Regions from separate parts of the Sus scrofa genome. Here region 1 is linked to region 2. Evidence: chromatin contacts called from public Hi-C data. All regions are on one chromosome and are shown on one strand. Each heading gives the region's core, a stretch centred on a gene start, on an enhancer-like site or on the middle of the called end of the contact. The rest is flanking DNA. Distances are from core to core; before and after follow the strand shown.

The links. A called contact is a pair of places that touch in the nucleus more often than the background predicts.
Region 1: a Hi-C map of fetal heart ventricle shows a contact between it and region 2, with 2.3 times the contacts expected there. The contact joins two enhancer-like sites. A contact is called at or near these places in 2 of 47 Hi-C or Micro-C datasets (embryonic fibroblasts and fetal heart ventricle).

Annotation. Positions count from the first base shown.
Region 1 is chr5:69,211,986-69,218,157 of Sscrofa11.1, forward strand. The region is part of intron 4 of CACNA1C (voltage-dependent L-type calcium channel subunit alpha-1C); the gene reads left to right. Among named protein-coding and RNA genes, the nearest start is that of CACNA1C, 200 kb to the left of the region's middle. Within about 2 kb of position 1,751, at least 23 of the 83 cell types and tissues checked have an H3K27ac peak or open chromatin away from gene starts, as enhancers often do.
Region 2 is chr5:68,944,291-68,950,658 of Sscrofa11.1, forward strand. All of the region lies in intron 3 of DCP1B (mRNA-decapping enzyme 1B), which reads right to left. It also overlaps the pseudogene LOC102160671. Among named protein-coding and RNA genes, the nearest start is that of DCP1B, 29 kb to the right of the region's middle. Within about 2 kb of position 2,116, at least 4 of the 83 cell types and tissues checked have an H3K27ac peak or open chromatin away from gene starts, as enhancers often do.

The DNA.
Region 1 (6,172 bases), core at 501-3,000, 270 kb after region 2:
CTTCCTCTGGAAGACAGTCTCCAGAGGTGGTTTTCCTTAGGTCAGTTACTCCACATTGAGCAATGACCTGGAATGCAGAACCATGGGCACGTCCACAAGGGGCGGGGGGCATTACCTGATGGGCCCCCCATGAGACAGAGAGAGCACCATGCCCTCCCCCCACGGGCCCCCACCTTTCCCTGGGGAGCAGGCCTGCTGCTGTCTCGCCTCCCAGACCTTCTCTGTGTGCACGACATCGGGAGTGGGGTCCTGGGTCAGAGACCGGCTCTGTCGTGGCCCCTGGGCCACCTCTCCCTCTGAGCGTTTAAACAGAAAGTGATGACATGGGCCAGCCACATCCCAGGTCACCATGAGGTCGCATGAGGCAGAGCAGGTAAAGCCCGTGGTACATTCAGAATGAAGTTAAGCTGTCACAACTTTGGCCAAAAAAAGAATACATGACAGTGGTGTAGGTGTCTTTCTCGAAAGTACAGCTAGTGTAAAATCAAGGCTGGTCCTAAGGCCATTCAAGTTCAAATGGTTCATAAGCAGTGGGAAAAGCTATGAGATTTTTTATACAGGGAGAAAACCCTAAGCATCCTCTGTTTCTCTCTGACAATTTGCCCAACTATTTTAAGGCACATTGGTTCTCAAGGGAGAAAGTACCATGAAAGCTCCAATGGGGAAGTTTCGTTTCCCTGCCCCTGCTGTGGATATACCCCATGCTAATTTAAAGATCTAGAACGTTCTGATAAAAACCACCAGAATGTGTTAGGTATAATTATTCCAAGTCTGCCCATCTGCTTTCTGTCTCTGGTACCTGTCCACATAGCCAGTTGATTTCCAGAGGATTCGCAGTGGCTTATTTACATTTAGGTTCATGTAAAAGAGCACAGTTCTAGCCCCTGTTTGCTTTTTGCATTACAGGTAGGGCAGTAGTGTTTTAAAGAGCCGTGTTTGTCTCTGTCCTATTTTGGGGCCCAGGTACAGGTCCCTATTTTTAGCAGCTCTGCGATGTTGTGAATCTGGATCTCAACCACAGTGAGTCAGAGGGTCTGGCTGCCCAGAGATGCATGACTCAGATGGGCAGGAATAGTCTGTTCGACGGGAGATGGGGCTTAAGGGGGAGGGGGGTTGGCTTGTGCTTAGTGAAAAACGGAAACGAAGCATAATGTTTAGGTAAAAATCTGTTGCCCTTCTGCAGGGAGCTTTCCCCTCACCCCTGAAAGCATTTGTCCCATACCCGGAAGAGCCTTCTGGCCCCATCAGCATTAGAGTCAACAGAGTCCCACAGGCAGACCTGGAGGGGGGCTGGAGGAAGGGATGGAGCAGGTGTTTGGGCAGGTGAGGGTCCTGGGGAGGGGATTTTTCTAAGAGGAAAAAATGTGAAGGAAAAGGTGGTCCCTCTGAAAGAGGGGAAGCAGCAGATGGTCTCATCTTGATTGGACCAGATTGTTTTTCACCATCTGTCTGTCTGTCCGTCCCTCCATCCTATTATGCGGACTTCCAGTAGACACAGTAGAACTTGAAAGCTGATTGTGTCCTGGGCTCTTTGCCAGACTCAGGGGAGCAGCCCCTTACAGAAGGTGGGAGTGGGGGAATAGTCCAGCCACAAGATCCCATCCAAGGCTTCAGTCTTACCATCCCCAGCTGTCAGGAGCTTGGGCACTGGGCTGGCGTCTGTCCAGGCCCTGCTCACGTGGGTAGAAGGGACCCCGTGTACCTCACGGGATAAGCAAACCCAGAGGAAGCCAGTGCCCTTGGTTTGAGGGCTTCCTTCTCTTTTCCCTCAACTCAGACCTCTGGCGCTAAGTACCTCTGGGCGTGGCCAAGGGGCCCAGTGATCAGAGGTGGCCCCCCTCCAGCCTCTCCTGGGAGCGGGGACGGTCATGTTTTCAGCCGCTGTTTAGATTTTCCAGTGTTCCATGAAAGCTCCTGAATCTCTTCCCCAAATAACAAAGTCCTGTTTGGTATTTGGTGAGCTGTTTGCAGCACGGTGTTCAACTGAGCAGAACTAAGCTGCTGACAAAATACTGTCTCAGCCGTTTAATCATAATGGCCAACATTTGTCTAGGGCTGTGTGGTTTAGCCCCCAGTGCCATCCATCCGGGGGCGTTGCACCCACGGAAGATGCCGGTGAGGTGGGATGCCAGCCTCCTGGTCCCTCTGAAAGCCTCAGCCACCCTCCTCTAACCCCGGTCTGGTCTCAGCCCCCCACGGCCCACAGCCTGCCCCCCACTCTCCACCCTGGGCCCTTTTCCTACTTTGGCCCCTGGAAGGGCTCTCGCAGGATCAAGTCCAGCTCTCAGTACTGGATCCCCTCTGCACAGCTTGGTCCTTCCGCTGTCCCTCCCCGCTCACCAGCAACAACTGTGTTCTCTGTGGACGGGCTGACCTTCCCCGGGTGCTGGACCAGGCCGCGGCCAGCCATAGGTCCCAGGCCCGGCTGTGTGTCAGGTGGGAGGGCTGTAACTCTGGTTTTTTCTGTAATACCCTCTCTGGTGTCTGGCAAGGGGCTATTTAACTAGAAGTACCCCTTCTGAACCAGTAAGTCAGAGAATCTGAATGAAGTGGGCATCTCTGTGGGCGTAGTGGCATCACCATGGAGTCAAGAGCAGATGAGGCTGCAGGGTGGGCTCCTTTTGGGCAAGAGGCTGCCTAAACTAGGTGCCAAGGGAGAGAGGCGACGTCTAGTCAAGGCACACTGGTCAGGACCTGGTGCGTTGCTCAGGTGTGCTGGAGCCCAAAGTGCCTGCAAACCAAAGACGTGCCCCCTAAACCAAAGATGCCCACCCCCTAACCAGAGACACCTCCTTCTCCTGAACAAGACAACCCCACCCCCAAAACCAGAGACACCAGACCCCCCCAAACCAGAGACACCCCCACCCCCACCAGAGATGCTCACTCCCCACCCCACAGTGACCACAAAAGGGTGATCCCAACTGGTCTGTGGGTCCCCAGAGGCTGGGTGAGGCCTGAGGGGTGGGGAGGAGAGTTTGAAGGGACTTTGGAGCAGAGTGACCAGGAGAGTGGGGCCCAGTGAGCCCTGTGGTGTTAGGAGCAGGGGACCGTGGACACCGAGGGGGGCCCTGGAAGTGGGGTAGGAGTGGCTGAGGCCGAAGAGGTCAGGACTCCCCTCCTCCTCCATACGCCTCCCCCTCCCCAGCACACCCCACAGAGAGCGGCAGTGTGACCACTGTGAGCTGGCTTCACTCCTCTCACTGTGAGCTACAGTGTTGTTTTACCGGAAAACTACTTTCGCTCTGTTTTCCAGATTTCAGTCAGCTTTGTTTTAATTTAAGAAAAAAATTTTAAAGTATAATTACATAAGTAATATGCAATCATTATGGAACAATTAAAAGACATTTAAAAAGTAGGGGGAGAAATCCCTTCAGAATCGTAGACCTCAGGGACACTGGGGTCTTTTTGTGTATATCCTTCCAGCCTTAACCACACAAATGCAGAAAAGTTTTAAAATGTTTAAAAAAGAACCTGCTACATAGTGCTGTGTACCCTGATTTTTCTTTACTTACAGACTATGGCTGTGCTTCTCTGGTATGTATGAATCTACAGCGTCATTTCAGTATGTACCTAGTATTGAACTACACGAAGGTGCCATAATGTGTTGAATCAGTTCCTTGTGTGATCAGTGAGGCTGTCTTCACTCATCACCTGTGTTCTTCTCTGTTCACCTTTACGATATGCACAATGATACGAAGCACAGACAATTGATAGCCTTAATCCACGTGCATCTCTTTTTGCATGTGCCTTTTCCTGACAGTAAATTCCACGCGTGGGATTCCCAGGTCACAGTTACGCCTCGCGCTCTGTGTTGGCGAGGAACACAAATGTTGGTCCAAATCTAGATTCTCAACAGCAGACGTAGGAGTTCCTGGTTCCTCAGACCCATGCCACGTGGCCAGGCATTATCTTTACTAATCTGGAAGGAAATAGCAAACATGACGCAGCACTGGAAAATGTCTTCTGAACCGACCTTCATTCTTTTAAAACACAACCCAAGAACCACCTGTAGAACCTCTAATAAAACATGGCCAGACCCCGGGGATGGGTTGGGGGAGCTTATTTCCACCCAATGTTAAGCAAGATTCTGGTGTGACAAAGGAGTATGGACAGTTCCTAGAAATGTACTGAGATGAGGTAGATTTGCTCCATAGCTGAAATTTCCTTGGGAAAGGAGGTCATATTAAACATTTATCAGTTTAATTTCTGCCCCAGGGCCTTTGTTTCCCAACCTGCTGTGACTTTGGATGACTGGCCAATGTAGACCTCCTGGGAGCCCTGGGCCCCATCAAGGGCCCCACGAGCCTGGCTGTGTGCCCAGAATCTGGGCCTGGATGGGCCCTCCCGCCCTCGCCCTCACCCGTAGGACTTGGGGCCTAGGCACCGGTCAGCAGCCCCAGGTTCCTCAATGTGGGGCTTGAGGAAGGGTTCTGTACCGTGACTATGCGTCTGCCTCCCAGAATTGCCATGCACTTTCAGGAACGTGTGACCAGCTTGACACACCATCATCGTTTCTCTTCTGCCCTTTGCTTTATCATCTGTTCAAATGAGGGATTCAATTATCTGATCTTTAAAAACCCTTTTAGATCCGGTTTCCTTAGGATTTCAAGTTAGCACGAGTGAGGTCCTGCCTCTTTAAGCACAGATTTCCGGCAGCTGTGGTTCAGCTCAGAAAGAGGTGCTTTTGCTGGCTTTGATTTTGCATGGCCACATGCATCTTAATCCACTGCATCCTCCTGCTTGTCCAGCCCACCGTGCCCCACCCGCGTCCTCCTGTCCACGTGCTGCTTTGGCAGATGTTTGCGGTTGTCTCCTTTCCTCCATGGTTTTTGGCATCCAGGTTAGAAGATGAATTTCCTCTCCTTTGGCACCCCCCACCTCCTCCTGTGAGCACCTGTGGAGTAGACCCTGTTCAGGCTCAACTACATTGTTGATGATTGACAGGGAGTTGGACCTGCAGGGAATTTATTTCGGCGGGTCAGCCTCGCTGGTCCTAGCTGTGACATCCTGGTCACTGCTGCTTGATATTGGCCTATTTTCAGCCCATGTGCACAGCCCAAGGCCCCCATTCAGCCTGTGTCTGTATGTACCTCTCACAGGAACCAACCACTAGCTGCTCTGACTTTTCTGCACCTGTCCTGATGGGTCAGAACGTGACAAAGGCCAAGCCACTTTTTGGGAAAACAACACAGAACAGGTTATTGTCATAATATTAGAGGAGGGGACTCAGTAACCATGAACCACCCGGATGTTATCTTTAGAAATGTCTTCCGGAGTTCCCATCGTGGCGTAGGGGAAACAACTCCGACCAGGAGCCATGAGGTTGTGGGTTCGATCCCTGGCCTCGCTCAGTGGGTTAAGGATCCGGTGTTGCTGTGAGCTGTGGTGTAGGTCACAGACGCGGCTTGGATCCTGCATTGCTGTGGCTCTGGCGTAGGCCGTCGGCTATAGTTCTGATTCGATCCCTAGCCTGGGAACCTCCATATGCAGCCATACAAAGACAAAAAAAAAAAAAAAAAAAAAAAAAAAGAAATGTCTTCCCCATAGTTGATCCAGCAGCTGAATCTGGCATGATCACTGAGTTGTGATCCCAACTTTCATGCTTGTCGCACTTGCCGTGATGAAAAAAACCCTCCGAGTCTCCACGTCATTCACATACCTGCCTGGTTGTCCTCCTGCCCTGTGCTGTTGCCTGTCGTATATGGGAGTTAATCCAGTATCCTAGTCCTTTTTGTCTCCAGCACTTTGTAATTCACCCTGGGAATTCATCCACCGCTTCCTCATTCGTTCCATAAATATTTACTAGAGGGATAACAGCTAGTTTCTTTGCGTAAAGAGCGTCCTCTGAGCTCGTGGGTGTGGATGTGGCTGCACGTGCCTGGCACACAGTAGGTACTCAGTTCCGGTGGGGCGGGTCACATTCTGAAGCCTTAGAGCCTGGGCAGACTTGCCTGGATGAAGTTCTTGGCTGCCTTCTTAAGGCAAATACATAGAATAGAACTAAATCTTCTCCTGCTACCTTGGGGCCATTCTTTCGAGCACCAGTGCCTATGCAATGAGGTCACCTCTGCTCTGCAGGGCCACACCGGGTTCTGGGCATGAAATAAGTTCGGAAGCTGTCTCGTGGCCCTTGTGTGTGGTTTTTAGAGTTTGTGTCCTTCCTCGCAGTGAA
Region 2 (6,368 bases), core at 866-3,365:
AACCTTGTTGGCTAATCCCCAAAGCCCCCAGGGTGCAGGGTCACGAGCCTGCGCTCCCTAAGGCGTCTTCCCTCCCCAGACCTTCTGCTCCTTCAAGGCTCCTCTAGGGGGAAACGGTCTCAGATGTTTCTTTGCTCCCACGGTTTTTGGTACACCCTCCAGCTAGAGAAAAGCACATGACTGAGGGTTTGCAGAAGTGTGCCCTCCACTAGACCTGAGTCCTGGTGGGCAGGACTTGAGCACATGATGTCCAGCATGTGGCAAGTTCAACAGGTGTCTGCTGACCAGAACAGGAACCTGAGATGTCAAGATCTCGTGGCACGTCTATGACAGCGCTCACTGCTCCGGCTTAATTAAACGTGGTCACCGCCCAGATGCTCACAGCGCGGGGTGCTCCTCATGTTGTCCTTTTTATTCTCCCCACCCAAGTTTATCTGATAATCTTGAGCTTAAGCTGTGGTGGTGGGGTCTTGTCACCAGCTCCCTAGGACTGTACATTCCATTGATCTGGCACTGTGCGGGCACTGGTGTCATTTTATGTGTATTAATTTTTGCAATATTTCTTCCAAATACCAGTCTTCTTGATGGACTACCCGTGAGGCACTGGGAACTAAGAGCTCAAAGAGTGTGCAATTCATCTGCAAAATCACAAGCATTTCTCTCCAGATTATAAGTAACAGTACTTTGATCCAGCAGAACACTGATATTCATATTCCAGTCAAGTCTCACAGTGGTATTCTACAGCTTATGTGTGCAGGTCCTTAAATTATCTTAAAGTATCACATGCAATGTCACTTACCCCAGCAACACATGAAAATTATCTGACGTGAATCTCAATAGAGCAAAGTGAGTCTTGTTTCATAGAATTGTAGTTTGTGAGAAATACATGTTTAAGTTAAACAAAATAGTGTATTTCTACAGGTCAAAAACTTGTCCCAGTGAAAAACAGACTTCCCCATATTTGAATCAGATTATTTAATCAAGGGTTTACTCATTACAAGAATAGCTTTGCTGAAATACCCTAACTATAAAAATACATGGGAGTTCCTGCTGTGGCTCATCTGGTCAAGAACCCTACTAGTATCCATGAGGGTGGAGGTCTGATCCCTGTCCTGTTCACTGGGTTAGGATCTGGCATGGCTGTGGTGTAGGCTGGCAGCTGCAGCTCCAATTTGACCCCTAGCCTGGGAACTTCTATATACTGCCAGTGCGGCTGTAAAAAGAAGAAGAAAAAAATATATATATATGATTGCTGAAAAATTTCTAAGATTTTACAGTGGTTTAGCAAAGAGCCAAATGCTACTTCTAGAGCCAGACTTTCTATACTTTTCTTATTTTGACCTTAAAGTGTAATTTTGGATATAGCAGACAAAAGTCCTTTCTGTTATAAATAGTTAAATCATGGTTTGGTTCTACTATGAAATAATGGCCCTAAGGTTGAATAGAGGATAATTCTAACACCAGTTCTTGCCTAAAATTGTTTTCTTTCTCCACAACCCCTAAGAATATGAAAAAATTGTAATTTTTCCTTCTGTGGGTTAAGAAGTAATGATCCAATCGCTTCAAATTGATTACTTGCAACTACTTTCTAAGCAATTTTTGGACAAAAAACAGTAATATAAAAAATAGACTCTAAAAGAACACAACGAACACTCAATGCAGCCATACTGAGCACTTCCCACATGCAAAGCACTGTTAGGGAAATAAAAAGATGCTCACTCATTTAAGCATTTCAGAAAATGTTTTGGAATCCAGTTTTTCTCTGCCAAGATTTAGACTTCTAACATATCAAACTGGGCTCTTAAAAAACGAAAGATAAAAAACAGTCATCTACAAGCTGCAAACGCAGTACATGAGTCCAAATAGCATTACGATGCATGTTTCCTGGGTAAGGATGAGAATGTTAAGTCTTTATGGTCCAGGATAAAACAAAGCGACCTCTCTTTAACTTTACTCTCACATGGTGTCTGTCTGTCACCTGACATGATGCGCTGCATGGTCTGTCTCATGTAAGCAGGCCAGATGGTTAAGTTAAATAAGCTCAGAGAGAATACACATTTCCTGTCTAATTCGAGAGAAGGTCCTGCCTGCACTGAGTCCCCTGATCACAGATGATGGCGTATGGAGGCTGTGAGGACGGCATGGTCAGGGCGACAGCACCATGGACCCAGACTGTGTGCTCCAAGGTGCTGTCAGGTGTCACAACGCAACACAGGGGAAACAAAGGCCCTAAAGTAAGACTGCTTCCACCAGGCTGTGAAGAGCCTTCTTTAATTGCCAGGATACTGGTTCTGTAGACCACAGAATTTAGAGCGCTTCCTTTCAGCATGAGCTGAGCACTGATGAGACAGCAAAAAAGCAATTCTGGGCTTAAGGTCAGAGAAACAGGGGTCATCACTCACGCCCCAGCAGGTGCGCAACCTCTAATCACAGATGAAAACACTTTAGCTTCTAGGATGGCTTGTGGTAAACAGGCCAGTTTTTCAGTTGGAACAGCAAAGCAATGACCACATTACCATTTTAAATTTCAATTGTCTTTCCTTCTTTCTAAGAAGCACAGATGGAGGCGGTGGAGAAAGTCCTGAAAGGGGGCCCACTGACCACTGCTCTCACACATGGTGATGAGCCTCAGATGCACAAGCACCTCTTTGCTTGGGCGGGAAATGTCGAAATCCTCATTTCCCATTCCACACCGCGCCTGATTTGAAGGAGTTAAAGATCTTGTATTGCTGGGCAGATCCTCAACAGAATGACATTCTGTTGTTACTAATAAGATTCTGTGTAGTAGTAATGTCAAGTATTTTAAGCCATACAATTACTTTTAAGATATTTTTTGACTCTAGAGGGCTTCAGTTCAATACACAATCCCCTAAAATGGTATGTGAAATGGTGTGTATAGGATTTTGGAGGTGGGGAGGTATGGATCAGAGCCCCTAAAACAATGCTTGGCACACAGCAGGAAAACAGAAACTATCTGAGGGAGGGGGCAAGGGAGGCCGGCAGCCAGGAAGTTCACCAGATTCTCAAAGGGGTTTGTGACCCCTAAAGGTTAAGAACTACTATTTGAGGCTATCAGCATACCAGTAAATATCTCAAAATGGAAAAATAAACTCTCAATTATCTGTGGGCAGATAACACGGCTTTCATTTTCTTCGTAATAAATTTACACAGGGCTCACTTTTAACCTTTCAAATTGCTTTTGTAATAATTGCCTGAATTGACTCCAAGGTTAAGAAAACAGATGATAAAGGCTCAAGGTTTTAGAATTTGTTAGAAGACTTTTATTGCTCCCAGGGGCCTGAGGTCGGGGAGAGGGCTTAACAGCCCCGGCAAACTCTTAGCCTCCTTGGCCTCACGCAACTTTGGCTACTGAAAGGCGGGGTTTTTGTTTCAATCTTCATCGTAAGAAAGTAAGGAAGAGGGAGGATTTTAGAAAGCTGGGCGACTTTGTGGCTCTTTCTCAATCACCCCAAGAAAAATATCTTCAAAGTGGACATACAAACATCAGGCATATGGACATACACAGCAACTCTGGCATTAACATATAAACAGTTTCTGGAGTTCCCGTCGTGGCGCAGTGGTTAACGAATCCGACTAGGAACCATGAGGTTGAGGGTTCGGTCCCTGCCCTTGCTCAGTGGGTTAACGATCCGGCGTTGCCGTGAGCTGTGGTGTAGGTTGCAGACGCGGCTCGGATCCCGCGTTGCTGTGGCTCTGGCGTAGGCCGGTGGCTACAGCTCCGATTCAACCCCTAGCCTGGGAACCTCCATATGCCGCGGGAGCGGCCCAAGAAACAGCAACAACAACAACAACAAAAATAACAACAACAACAACAACAACAAAAAGACAAAAACAAAAAAAAAACCATATAAACAGTTTCATAATTACGTCATATCCAGAGCTGTTCACTTTCTGCCTTTATTTGGTGCCACAGAATACAAACAAAATATAATATATGGTTTCTGCCCACCAGGGGCCTGTAATTTATTACTCTTGCCACTGCTTTCTGCATAGTCTAGGAAATCAATAACCAATTAATTAACAGCAGTACAACGGAAGAGCGAACATCTTAAAAAATGCATTCTCAGTGAGCAATGCTGATTCCAAATTATGACCTATTTTTGTTTCCAAATTTGACATTCTCACTGCTATTCTGGTATATACTGTATATACAGGTATATACAGGTAAATTTCCACTGGAGCTTTGGAAGAAATTAAAGCATATACCTCATAATGTGTTCTATAAGAGCCATCAAGAAAAGACTCTATTTTAAAATCTTATGGTTTACATATTGTTCTAGGGAAAGGAATGCAGAATAGATGCCAAGAGTTCCCTCTGTTACAAAACGGACTCTTAAGAAAGAAGGGAAAGTTAAATCCTTCTACTCAGGAAAAGATGAAGTTCCACAGGTTTTCATATTTGTAGCAAAAAGGAAACCTTTCCTCCCTGAAACATATGGAGAAAGCGGTTTGTGCTTCTTAATCTCCTACCCCTATTTTGCCTCTCCCCGCTTCCCTCTCCCCACTGGTAACCACTAGTTTGTTCTCCGTATCTGGGAGTCAGTTTCTGTTTTATTGGATTCACTAATTTATTTTTTATACTCCACATATGATAGCATACAGTATTTGTCTTTGACTTCTTTCACTAAGCATGATACTCTCCAAGTCCATCTGTGTTGTTGCAAACGGCAAAATTTCATTCTTTTTTATGGCTGAGTAGTAATCCATTGTAGTCCCCTTACATCTGGGTACTGACTCCAGCCACCTGGACTCTGGCACTATGGTCATGGCAGAGGGGATGATTGTGCTGAGGGGGAACAGGCCAGGCACCAAGGCTCAGGATTTCTCTAATTGGACTGATGAATCCTTTGATGAAATGGACAGTACCCTAGCTATTCAGCAGTATATTCAACAGAACATAAGAGCATATTGTTTCAATACTGACAACATTCCTGAACCACCTGAAAGCCAAGAATGAAGGTGTATGGAAGTATGAACATTTAAGAAAATTCTGTCTTGAGCTAAATGGACTTGCTGTCAAATTCAGAGAGAATGCCATCTAGGTACATGTACTCCGATGATAGCAAGTGAACAATGGATTTTTCTTTGTACAGCTCATAAAACTCCAAAAGAGTGTCCTGACATAGACTATACTAGATATACACTTGATGGTGCTTCATGTCTTCTGAACAGCAATAAATATTTTCCCAGCAGGGTTAGCATAAAGGAATCATCTGCAGCAAAACTAGGATCTGCATGCTGTAGGATCTACAGAATATTTTCTCACATGCTTATTTTCATCACAGGCAAATATCTGATGAATATTAAAATGAAACATTTTAGGGTCATCGATTTTCTAAATTTGTGATGAAACATAATTTGATGTTCAAGGATAACCTGATTGTACTTATTTTATTTTTACTTTTTAGGGCCACATCTGTGGTATATGGAGGTTCCTAGGCTAGGGGCCCAATCGGAGCTACAGCTACCCGCCTACACCACAGCCACAGCAACATCATATCCAAGCTGTGTCTGTACCTACACCACAGCACACAGCAATGACCGATACTTAACCCACTGAGAGAGGCCAGAGATCGAACCCACAACCTCATGGTTCCTAGTTGGATTCATTTCCACTGTGCTGTGACGAGAACTCCTGATGGTACCAATTTTAGAAGATGAAGTTCAGAATTCAGTTTCTAGGGAAAGTGAAGTATGAAGAAAATCATATAGAAAAAATGTACTGATGAAATAACTTTAATTATGTAATCTACATATATCATTTTAGACACATCAATCATATATACATTATAGCTTCTTTGTTTATAGACACATCAATCATGTATTCATATTATAGCTTCTTTGTTTAGTATAGGTTTTTGTATGCTGAGTGTTGCATTTTAAAATGGGACATACTTTAAAGTTATTCATGAGCTCTATATTCACCAGTGTGGCACTCGTGGTTTTTAAATAAGATTAGTAGGGAGTTCTCGTTGTGGCACAGCGGAAACGAATCTGACTAGTATCCATGAGGACTTGCAAGTTTGACCCCTGGCGCTGCTCGGTGGGTTAAGGATCTGGTGTTGCTGTGAGCGGTGGTGTAGGTCACAGACGTGGCTTGCATCTATGTTGCTGTGGCTGTGGGATAGACCGCCCACTATAGCTCTGCTTCGACCCCTATCCTGGGAACCTCCACATGCCCTGGGTTAGGCCCTAAAAAGACAGAGAAAAAAAAAAGATTAGTATTACCTGTTTGTAATGCCTGTTAATAAAAGAATTTACAGTTTGGTAAAATTGCTGCTAAGCAATCACTGGATCACAATCCTCACCAAATCAACCCATCTATGAAAAGATGAGTAAGCATGAGG